Linked DNA regions of Cricetulus griseus: region 2 is linked to region 1. A link is a contact called in public Hi-C data. All regions are on one chromosome and are shown on one strand. The core of a region is the stretch at or near the end of the contact, and the rest is flanking DNA. Distances in the headings are between cores, read along the strand shown. Region 1 has its middle 15 kb from the start of Zfp36l1. Region 2 has its middle 150 kb from the start of Zfp36l1.

Evidence for each region. A called contact is a pair of places that touch in the nucleus more often than the background predicts.
Region 2: a contact with region 1 is called in a Hi-C map of liver, with 4 times the contacts expected there. The contact joins two enhancer-like sites. A contact is called at or near these places in 2 of 8 Hi-C or Micro-C datasets (fibroblasts and liver).

Annotation. Positions count from the first base shown.
Region 1 is chr5:123,537,067-123,542,444 of CriGri-PICRH-1.0, reverse strand. No RefSeq gene overlaps it. Among named protein-coding and RNA genes, the nearest start is that of Zfp36l1, 15 kb to the right of the region's middle. Within about 2 kb of position 3,079, at least 4 of the 6 cell types and tissues checked have open chromatin away from gene starts, as enhancers often do.
Region 2 is chr5:123,671,638-123,677,015 of CriGri-PICRH-1.0, reverse strand. No RefSeq gene overlaps it. Among named protein-coding and RNA genes, the nearest start is that of Zfp36l1, 150 kb to the right of the region's middle. Within about 2 kb of position 3,030, at least 3 of the 6 cell types and tissues checked have open chromatin away from gene starts, as enhancers often do.

The DNA of each region.
Region 1 (5,378 bases), core at 1,830-4,329:
CTGAGCTGGCCTTAATCTTCAGATATGGTTGAGGATAACCTTATTCTCCTGTTCCTCCTACTCCCACCTCCTGGGTGCTGGGCTCACAGGCACAAACTACCACACCCAGCTCTATTGCCTCCTTTTAAAAGCACACAGGCCCTCTCGGCTACTTACTTTTATTTTGCTAAAGATAAGAATCCAGAAAAACATTTCTTTATCATTTGAGGAAAAAGTTCAGGAGTCCCTGGGAGTCACAGGGAGTGGTGGGGACTAGGGCACGCTGGAAAGCCCATCTTAAACGAAACAGAAGCGACCTGGCTCACATGGCTGATTCCACATGGTGAGCCTTTTGTGACTAGATACCTGATTTTTTTTTTTTTTCAAGAGACACCAGAAAGTGAAAGCTTTTGAGGAAGTGCAGGGAGTATGGAGCTATCCTCCTGTTCTCCCCCAAGTCAGTCTTTTTTAAAACATTAATACTGTTATTCGAGGGACACCAGGTAGTCTGATTAATGAATAGTTTCTGTAGGAAGCAAGTGTACCACTGTATGAATGAGTGTTCAGACAGGAGCACTGCCATGTCAAGGATGCCACTGCCTCAGACCCGAGGGAATAGCAAGGTCTTCCCACGTTTGGAGTAGAGATATTGACTGTATGTAGAAAGTGTCAGCCACAGCTTTCTCCTCCATGGTGACTGACCCCTGAGACTGTCCCCCTAGAGACCCCCTGCCAAGATTAGCCACCCTGCCTCCTCTTTCAGATGTGCATAAAAATGCACTGAGTTTCCAGGTTGCTGGTGCTTCTCCATCAGGGCACAGGGTCCACCTGACCCCAGCCTTCCTGCTTGTGTGTCTGTGCTTTCTTCACTCCCTGTCACTCCAGTTAGGGTGCCTTCCTAAATAAAATGTAAATCCATTATAAGTGGGGATCACCTCCATGCTTTTTAAAGCATGTCTCCATTACTGGGACAAAATACTTGGCAAAATCAACTTAAAGAAGGAGGTGCTCATTCTGCCTCACAGCTTGGGGGTTACAGTGTGTCACCATGTGGGTGAGAGCTTCCTAACTGCAGGGCAGGAGCAGCTGGTCACGTGACATCCACAGTAGGGAAGCAGAGAGATGGACGCTGGTGCTCAGCTCACTTTCTTCCTTTTATTCAGCCCAGAACCTCAGCCACATTTGGGTGGGTCTTCCTCTTCCATCAACCCTTTCTGGGAACATCCTTACAGAGACACCCAGTTGACAATGAGGGTTCACCATCATACTTTTTTCTTTTTGTCTGTTTTGTTTCATTTTTTTAAAAGACAGATTCTTATTTCGTAGCCCTGCTTGGCACAGCACTCGTGTTAAAGTCCAGGTTGGCCTCAAACTCATGTCAATCCTCCTGCCTCAGATTACCAAGGGATAGGATTACAGACATATACCACCCTGCCCAGCTTCATATGCTTGTTTAAGTTTGAGACCTCTTCCCAAAGAATGCAGAATGGTGGGTGTGTGTTTAACAACAGAAGTTATTTGACAATGAGAAAGAGCAACCCTGCAATGACAGTGGTCTGAACGTTGTCACTACTTGAAATTTCTCACAGAAAATAAAATGGATTCATTCACGCTCACATCTCCTAGAGTGCCTAGAAAAAAGAAAGGGTGAAGAGACTCCATTTGTAAAGTATATTTTAAATGAAATAAAATATACTAGGTTTTCCATATTCTTGAGTTGAGGTCTCAGATTCAACCAATTGTGTATGGAAAATATTTTTAATTGCCTCTAGACGGAACATGAACAGATTCTTTTTGTCATGACTCCCAAAACAACAGAGTGTAACAACTATTTACTTAGCATGGGTGCTGTATTTGGAATTAGAAGTCATCTAGAGAATATCTAAAGTATGAAAGAGAAGGCTAGAGATGGAGGTCAGCCAGTGGCCAAGTGCCTGCCTAGCACATACTGGTTCAGGGTTCAATCCCCTGTAAGACATACACACACTCGCGCACGCATGTGCGTGCACACGCACACACACACACACACACACACACACACACACACAGAGAGAGAGAGAGAGAGAGAACAAATGAATGAATGAATGAATGAATGAATGAATGAATGAAAATCTATAGGAGGATATTGTAAACTACGTGAGCATCTTCAGATTTTGGTACCCACACCCAGGTCCTGGAAGCAGTCTCTGAGAGTTGTGAAGGATAAGTATATTACCTTTGTTGTGACTGAGTGTTCTGCTAGGTGGCTATCACTTGTCAGTTTTAACAATCTGTTGGGCTGGGTATGAAGTTCAGTTCATAGAATGTTTGCCTAATATTCACACAGCCCCGGTTCACTCCCTCAGCAGGGCATAGAGCAGATGTGGTGGGACACACCTGTAATCCCAGGACTCAGGAGTTCGAGGCAGGAGGATCAGGAGTTATAGGATAACATGGGTTACATAGCAAATTCCAGGCTACCCTGGACTATATAAGAACTTGTCTCAGGAAAGAAAAGTCCTTAACTGTTCATTTATCCCTAGGTTGAAAAAAATAAACTTTTTGTTTAAATTTTTGTTTAAATAGTCAGTTTTCTTTAGGTGTGGTGGTGTATACCTTTAATCAAAGCATTCAGGAGGCAGAGGCAGGTGGATCTCCATGAGTTTGAAGCCAGACTGGTCTACATAATGAATTCCAGAACAGCCAGGTCTCTGTAGAGAGACTCTGTCACAAAACAAGCAAGCAAGCAAACAAACAAAACCAGTCACTTTCTTAAGTCTAGTTGTAGCCCTTATATGTTGTTATAAAGAATACAGTAATTTGTTTGTACTTGTTTTTACTGTTTGCTTCCCAAGGCTACTTGGTTTTTTTGTTTTGTTTTGTTTTCTGTTTTAATAGGCCTAGAACCCCTAATAAAAGAGAGCTGAACAAACAGTTTGAGAACAGAGGAGTGAGCGCAAATACAGAGTGCTTGAATCATAAAGTAGTCTGACTGGAAAGGGCAGGAAGATAGCTCAATCCAAAACTCCTCTCACAAATGAAGCAATTGAGACCTAAGAGCCTGGGTGACTCACTCAAGGACACAGAGCCAGTGAGAGGCCGCATACCCCATTCCTTGCGCATGCTGTACAACTCATGAACTTGCCGTCACCACAGCTCCCTCACACATTCAGGGCTAGACATTTAAAGGGCCAAAGCCTTGCAAAAGATGGGTTCCTACTGAAGCCTCAACTAACAGCAAACCATCATTCATTTGTTGAGGGTCTGCTCAGTGCTGTCTCTGCTGGGGAGGCAGAGTGGTAAAAGAACCCCACACACATGCCTCCCTCGTTTCAGTACGATGACAGGAGAGTGAAGAATGAAGTCAACACTGTATTTATAAACAGTTACAGTATTAAAATACTATATTCCTGTGGTATTAAATAGTATACCATAACTATAGTATTATACATTATATGGGTATTTATTATCATTACATAATAGATATATATTAAAATATATATTAAATATGTAAAAACAGTATAAATATAGCATTAAAATACTTTGAAAGCCCTGTATGACCATGAAGAGCAGAGGTTGCTTTGGACAGATATTGGGAAAGCATTCTGCAGAAACCCTGCCTGAACTGGAGTACAGGATAGCACCTAGCTTTGGTTTAGCTATCACCAACAAGAGGAACAAATGGCTGCCTTCGTCGGCCAGCCTGTTAAAAAGATCTTCTGTAGACTGAACTGCATTCTACCTCCCTGAGACCATCAGGCTTCAACAACTTATACTTCAAACATCAGAGGACCCAGTCAGGCCCCAGAAAGGATGTTTAAATGCACCTAAAATAAGGCACTGGGCTTCAGTGTTTTAGTTCGAAATAGCATGTCTGGGAAAATTCAACATGCCAAGGGCATGACTTACATGTTCTCATTCAACATAAAGTTCATAAAAGTGATTCAGCCACTTCAAAGGATGTGCACCCAGCAGACTTCTAGAATCTCTCTGACTGTCTATGTGAGTCAACTGGCATCAGCAGGTCACACCAACTCCCTTCCGTTTATAACTCTAGTCGGGATTTTATAACACCCACACAGCTGGATTCCTGCCCCTCAGACGGGCGAAGGGAATTCGGCTTTTCCAAAAAGGAAAATCTGTGTCTTTTGCTTTCTAAGATATTCATGGAATCATTGAAAAGCTTTTTTTTTTTTTTTTTTTTTTTCTTTTTTTTTTTTTTTGGCTCAACCCAAGTATTGACATATAGTATAGACAAGAGTAAGGAGGCCTGGAAGTAGGAAGTTGTTGTGGGATATTTGTATACTGTGTGAAGATATATTGCTGTGATTAGCTTAATAAAGAGCTGAATGACCAATAGCTAGGCAGGACTTCCGGGAAAAGAGAGAAGAAGTAGGAGATGCCATTGAAAAGCAGAACAAGTCAGACAAACGAAATGGGAGAGAGGTAAAAAGCCATGTGGTAGACGCAGATTAATAAAAAAAGTATGGGTTATTTTAAGTTGTAAGAGCTAGTGGGAAAAGCCTAAGTTAAGGACAAGCTTTTATAATTAATAAAAAGTCTCCATATGGTTATTTGGGAGCTGGAAGGCCAAAGAAAACTTCAAATACAGAAAGTAACCATCCAGGACCCAACCAGTAATGGGCAGGGCTGGTTCACTGCATGCCCCAAACCTGGGTGTTCATGGTTTGATAGATACACTACCGTGTAACCCCCAGATTTGCCTCTATATGGGGGTGGGTCTTCAACTTTCCAGGGGTACTTAGCACATGTTTATGAAGAGAAAACCCAGCTCCCTGGCCCCTTTTCATGGGGACCAAAATATTATAAACCTTTCTAGAACATATATACCACTCCCCAAAAGAAGCCCAGTGTAAGTATCATAGGTGCCATCTTTTGTGTGACAAGAGGCAGCTTCTGCTCCCCAACCCCACTAGAAGATGCTGCAGGATGAAAGAGAAGCAGAGGTCAAAGGCCAAACAGACACCAAAATTATTTCTACTTTACCTGAGCCCATAAATCTGCCTGACCAATTGCTAGGCTGTCCCATACCTCCAGTCACACCTCATCTGGACCGAAGGAAGTCATGAAAAAGGAAGAAAGTGGCTTGAGGAAGCAGGACTTCTTTCGTTAATTACCAAACCAGAGCCCTGTCATGCCTGTCCCAGCTAGCAGCCCTGGGGGTCAGGTATGGTGAGACCTGAGTGGTGGGCTGTGTTGACACCATGGGAACCCCTTCCTCTCCCCTTTCTGAGGGGTGCTGTTGGAGGGAGCTCTAAGAATCCAACCTTTCTGCCCCCCTCACCCCTACACTAACAAGAACAGCTTCTTTTTGGTGGAAGAGGACTATGGGAACAGAGTTTAATAATTATGAACCGTATCAAGGGAGGCCCTGAGTTTCAGAGAGCCCACAACACTGG
Region 2 (5,378 bases), core at 1,781-4,280, 130 kb before region 1:
GCAAGAGCTGGGCAGCAAGATCCTGTGGAATCCCGCTCCCACCCCGAGTGAAGTGCTATTTGACTAGAGACAAGAAACCAGAGACCTACAGAGATAGAATAGTATGTCCAAGGTCACACAGCCAATAGTGATGGGGTTAGATCCATACAATTCGACACTAGTGCCCACACTCAGTCTCACTGCACAGCATAGGAACTTCTATTCCAGGTCTTTACTGAAGTCAAAAGATGATGTAATGAGGGTACGCCACAATTCCTCCCATCCTGCTGTCAGCCAAGCTCTGCCTGTGTAATGACAGATGTGCCAGACACCACGTGTTTTGCCCAAAAGCAGGATCGTTGTCTGCCTCATTCCTCACCATGTCTTCCAGTGTTGCAGTCAAGTCTGGCTCAGCAAAGAGTGATTGCCGGAGGACTAAAGGAACCCTTCCTGAGCTGCCCATGGTCCTTTTTTCCCCTCTCCTAAACTCTGAGCATGCCCCGGGATCACAGGGCTCCTGAGTGGGCAATGGCTTCTAACTAGGTTGACCTGTATCCTCACTGTTCACCCCAACATAGTCTACTATTCACTCCCATAAATGGGCAGTCAAAGGAGAGCCCAGATATATGGAAGGCTCCTTCACAGGGTATGTTTTCAGCTAGCTCTGGAAGGTTCATGAGTGTATGCTGGAACTCACACCCACATGGGGTTTTCTCCCACCCACCCAGTTTTGGCTTTAAAAAAAAAAATGTCCCTGAGGTGACTTTATTGGTGACAAATCTGAACAGATTAGCACTGCCCCCTGGCCCAGGTCTCTTTCCATGAGTAATATGAAAGTATACAAACCTCACAGACTGAGGTTCATGGTATGGCTGACTCCTGGGGGAGCCTAAGAAGAGACCATGTAACAGCAGGTATCAGACCTTTCAGATTGAAAGCCAAACATTGATAATCTCCATGCTGACCCCCACTGAGGGGGACACTGAGGAGGGAAGGAACCAAGCAAGGCAAGACTCTGCACTCTAGTATTTGTGTTGAAACCAATGTACATGGAACAACAAGTGAGCATGTGGGGTTTTCATGGGGCTGGGTGCCAGGCATAGTTCCAAAAAGAAGGGTGATGGTGGAGAACACAAGGGCAAGGAGGCTATGGAATCAGTTCTTCATAATGCCTGCGACCTTGGAAGATCCTCTCTTTTGATTGTTTCCTGTTCGGTTATCCATCACTATATAACACACTGGCCCAGACTCATTAACTTCCATAATTATTAGGTTGACTCAGCTTAGCTAGCCATTTATAGAGCATCACTTGCCATAGAAGTCCAATGGCTGCTAAGGCTAGAGCCATCAGAAAGGTCTATGAGGCAGATGCCCTGAAGAGCTGTCACTCATTCTGCACGACTGGATCCAAGTTTTAGAAGGTCTAGAATTTTGGTCAAACATATCACCATGGCTCACCCAGGTTCAATGAGAAGAGAGAGGACACGAGGCTGCCTTGGGGTCTCTCTACAACTGCCTTTATATAAAGACAAAATGGCCTAAGGGAAGGAAGAGGGAGTGGGACAGACTGAGTGAGAAGGAGAAACAGAAAGAAGCCACAGGCTCAATTTGGGGTATGTTTGGGGCTTAATTTGGGACTCAGTATGGGGAAGTCAAGACTGTGCCCTTGCTTGTGTCTAAAAGAAGGGACTTGTCTCAAGTCCCACCCCACTGCTCCCTTACCTCACATCGCAAGGCATTTTCCTAGACTACGTCTGGACCCAGGGTTCTGGAGCCAGAATGTGGAAGAGAGCAGAAAAAAACCACTTACATCATCCTTACTAACCAGCCCACATTTAAGAATGAGCCTGCTACGTGACCATCACTGTGAAATTGTTTATCTGCCCTTGCTGAAGTGTGGCCTTTAAGGGTCATGATCTGTTGCCGATGACGTCCTAACAGTAGTTGCCCTGGAGATCTGGAAGTCAAGGATGGTAAAAGAGCTTCTTGCCAGGGCGATCTCACATAAAAAATCCCTTTGCTGGGGCTGCAGCCCAGCAGCAGAGTGGACACTTAGCATACACAAAGCTTTCTGTGCAGTGCCCAGAGACGGGAAAATATCTCTTCACTTTCTTGTGACCAGCCCACCTGGCAATTGAGCTATGAAGGGAAAGGCAAACCATAAATTCCTCGGGTATGCACACAGGCAGAGCAGGGTGGGCAGAGCACAACACTCATTCTACTCCCCCAGGCTTGCCCTGTAAGGGCTGTCCAGTTAACCTCACTGGACTTTGGTCCCTGAGCCTTGTTTGGAAGGCTGTAGAGCCGTCTGGATGTTTGAGACTACCTTCCCCACTCCTCTGGATAAGTCAAGCAGAATATCTCATTCCTCCTGCTTCTGCCTGTTTTTCCATTGCATATTGAGACAATCTTCGTTATTGCAAAGCAGAACAGGGTACTTTGCACATCATATTTCTCCCACAAAGTCACTTTTAATCCACCCTACTCAAGAGAGTTCTTCAACCTTCTTCAGTAACAACAAAATTTATTTACCACGCCCCTCCCTCGAGAATTCCTTAGTTCCTGACAAAATCTCATCTTTGTTCCATGAAAACTCCACTTGTATTTGCCTTTTAAAATAAATAAATAAACACTGGCCAGCCCACAGTCCCCAAACAAAAGCCAATGTCTTGACAATAACCATAATCGCTCCCAAATCCCAAGTGACAATAAACAGGAAACCAAAAGCATAAACAAGACAAAAGGGTCCCGTTCCCTCAAAAAGATTTCACTTCTAGCATCCAAAGAAGACGTCTTTTCCAAATGCTTTGGTTTTTTACATGACCCAAGCGTCCTATTAGTCCGGGTCATTTAAAACCTGAGTTCCCAATTGGTCTATCATTTTATTTTAATGACCTATACTTCCTACAGAAACATGGAAAATGATTGTTTCTTTCTTTTCTTTTTTTTCAATTAAACATGTTGTGGCGGGCATATGAAAGACAGCCTCTCTCGCAGCCCGCCGCGGGGAGCGCGCGAGGAACGCGGGAGAACCGGCCACGCATGCGCCCATGCCCCAGCCAAGCTCGGTGCGCGGCCCCGCTGCTCCGGGCTCCCGGCTCCCGCCGCCGCGCCGCACAAAGGCCTGCTTTGTTCTCTCGGCTCTGTTTTAAATATCTGACGAATATTGCCCCATCCCTGTGCCAAATCCCCCGGCCTGGCTGCAGGCCCGGTACAAGGGTGCTTTGTGGGGCCGAGCGAGGCGCGAGGGGGCTGGAGGAGGTGGGGTTGGGGACGCCCCGCGTGGCCCGAGTCACCCCAGCCATTAGGGTCACCTGCGTTTAGGCGGTGGGAGCTGAGGATGGAGGCCCGGGGAGATGGGATCTTATTTTCTTTTTTTTTTCTAATTCCAGAAGTAAAAGTTGGAAAATGAGGGCCCTGGCAGGGAGCAGATCCTATAAGGAGATGCGGAAGTTTGCAGTGGGGACAGAGGCGGGCAGTACCAGCAGAGCTGGAGGCGTTGACCCACAAAGCCCCACGCTTGGTTTCTTATCTGACCATCGCTGTACATTTTTAGAAAGTGCTTATCACTCGGACACTTTGAAAAGCGTGGCATTCCAGTGCAAACCAACCCCAATGGGGGTGGGGGAGGGCGGTGGAGGGGAGGCGGTCCTTCCTCCCTCAAGCTCCAAGGCTCAAGAGGCCAGAGCTGACTGCCTGCAGCCATAGGCCCACTGTAGCCCCTTGAGGAAAACCACACCTTCCATGGTACAGCCTCTCCCTCTGGAGAGATAGGGGCGATTGGGATGTAAGTCAAACAAAAGTGGGCTTTCAGCTGGGCACGGAGTTGCCCGGTCTGGCTGGCCTGCACTGTGAACTGCAGGTAGTTCCTTCCCAGCTCAGGTGTTCGGTTTCCTGCAGCTGAGGGTGAAGTTGTCTCTAGGGAGGCTTGCTAAACAGGCATCACAAACCCCACCTGTCTACCCCAGCGTCTTATTTTAAGGTCAAGGAAAAACTGCCTTCCAAACTAGGTCTTGTAAACTCAAACTCAAAATGTGGACCTTTGAGAATCTGGAAAAAAAAAAAAGTAGTTTTGCTCTTAAATTTAATTAAAAGACAGTTTTTATCTCCCACCTTGTGAATAATGTCTGCATCACTTCCCTTGCAAGTGAAGGAAGAAGGTGTGGCTCGGGACTATTTGATCTCGAAAATAGTTCGCTGGTTTTGCTGTCCTCATTTTAGTCATGAATGGGAGCCCCAATCCTCCCTTTCATCATTTCCCATAAACTCCGGGGTCAAACTTACAATTCTCTGGAGGCTGAGAGAGGCTGCAGTCGGTAAAGTGCTTGCTATCCTAGCAAGAGGACCTGAGTTTATACAGAGTGAGGTGGGTGTCTGGAATCCAGGTGCTGTGGAAGCCAAGACAGAGGTGGGCTTTTACACCTCACCGATCTAGCAGAATAGGTGAGCTGCAGGTTCAGTGAGAGTCACTGTTCACAAAATGTGGTGGAGAGCAACTGACTTCTAATTTCAAACTCGGGCCTCCGCACATTGGCTGAATAACACACCGCCACACATAATGTACACAGAAAGAAATGATTAAAAAAATAAATTTTCCAACTGGGAAGAACATAAAAGTATCTTGTTAGATAGTGTTTTATCATATTTTGTCTTGCCCATGTCACATATTGTCATGTTTTGCCAATATTCCAATCAATACCTGAATATAGAGATGATCTGTCAGAGATCAACCCTCTTTTGACAAAGAGAGAACTTGTGCTTTGTCACTCAGAAAGACACAGAGGCAGCCTGGAGGTGTAGCCTTCTGCCCAGTGACAGAGTTCTGTCCCTCTAACATGCTAACCTGTCACTTCCTCACACTTCCCATGTAAGGAAATTCTGTCTCAAGAGTAAAGCTTTGATGAAAGGGTCTTGGTAATCGGGGACCTCTGAGGAGAAAGGGTCTCAGTATTTGTTCTAGAACTACAGTTTACAAGGACCACACTGTACAGTCCCTGCTTGGATTGCTAAGTGGCCGAGGGTTCCTGGGTATCTGTTTCCAGGCACTTGTTGGTCACCTGAAGAATGTCTTCAAGGAATACTAAGTGTCCTTTCACCACTTGGTTGGCCCTAAGCCCCCTATCTCTGGAGATGATAGCAACTTGCTCCCCTCCCCTGTCACTCTGTGAATAGAGCAGCCTGGAGCCACTGTGCTTTAGGGAAACTGACCACTTGACTGACCTCCCCAGATGAGCATGTACAGTCCCTCCAGTTGCATAGCAGGATGGTGGGTCCTAGGATCCTCTGTTTTCACACATCCCCAAATTCAGGAATGCTGGAAGGTTTCATGCCCCACCATGACTATGGGGCACTCAGCTTGAATAGCAACCTTCATCTACACCTTCATTGCATGGCAGCGT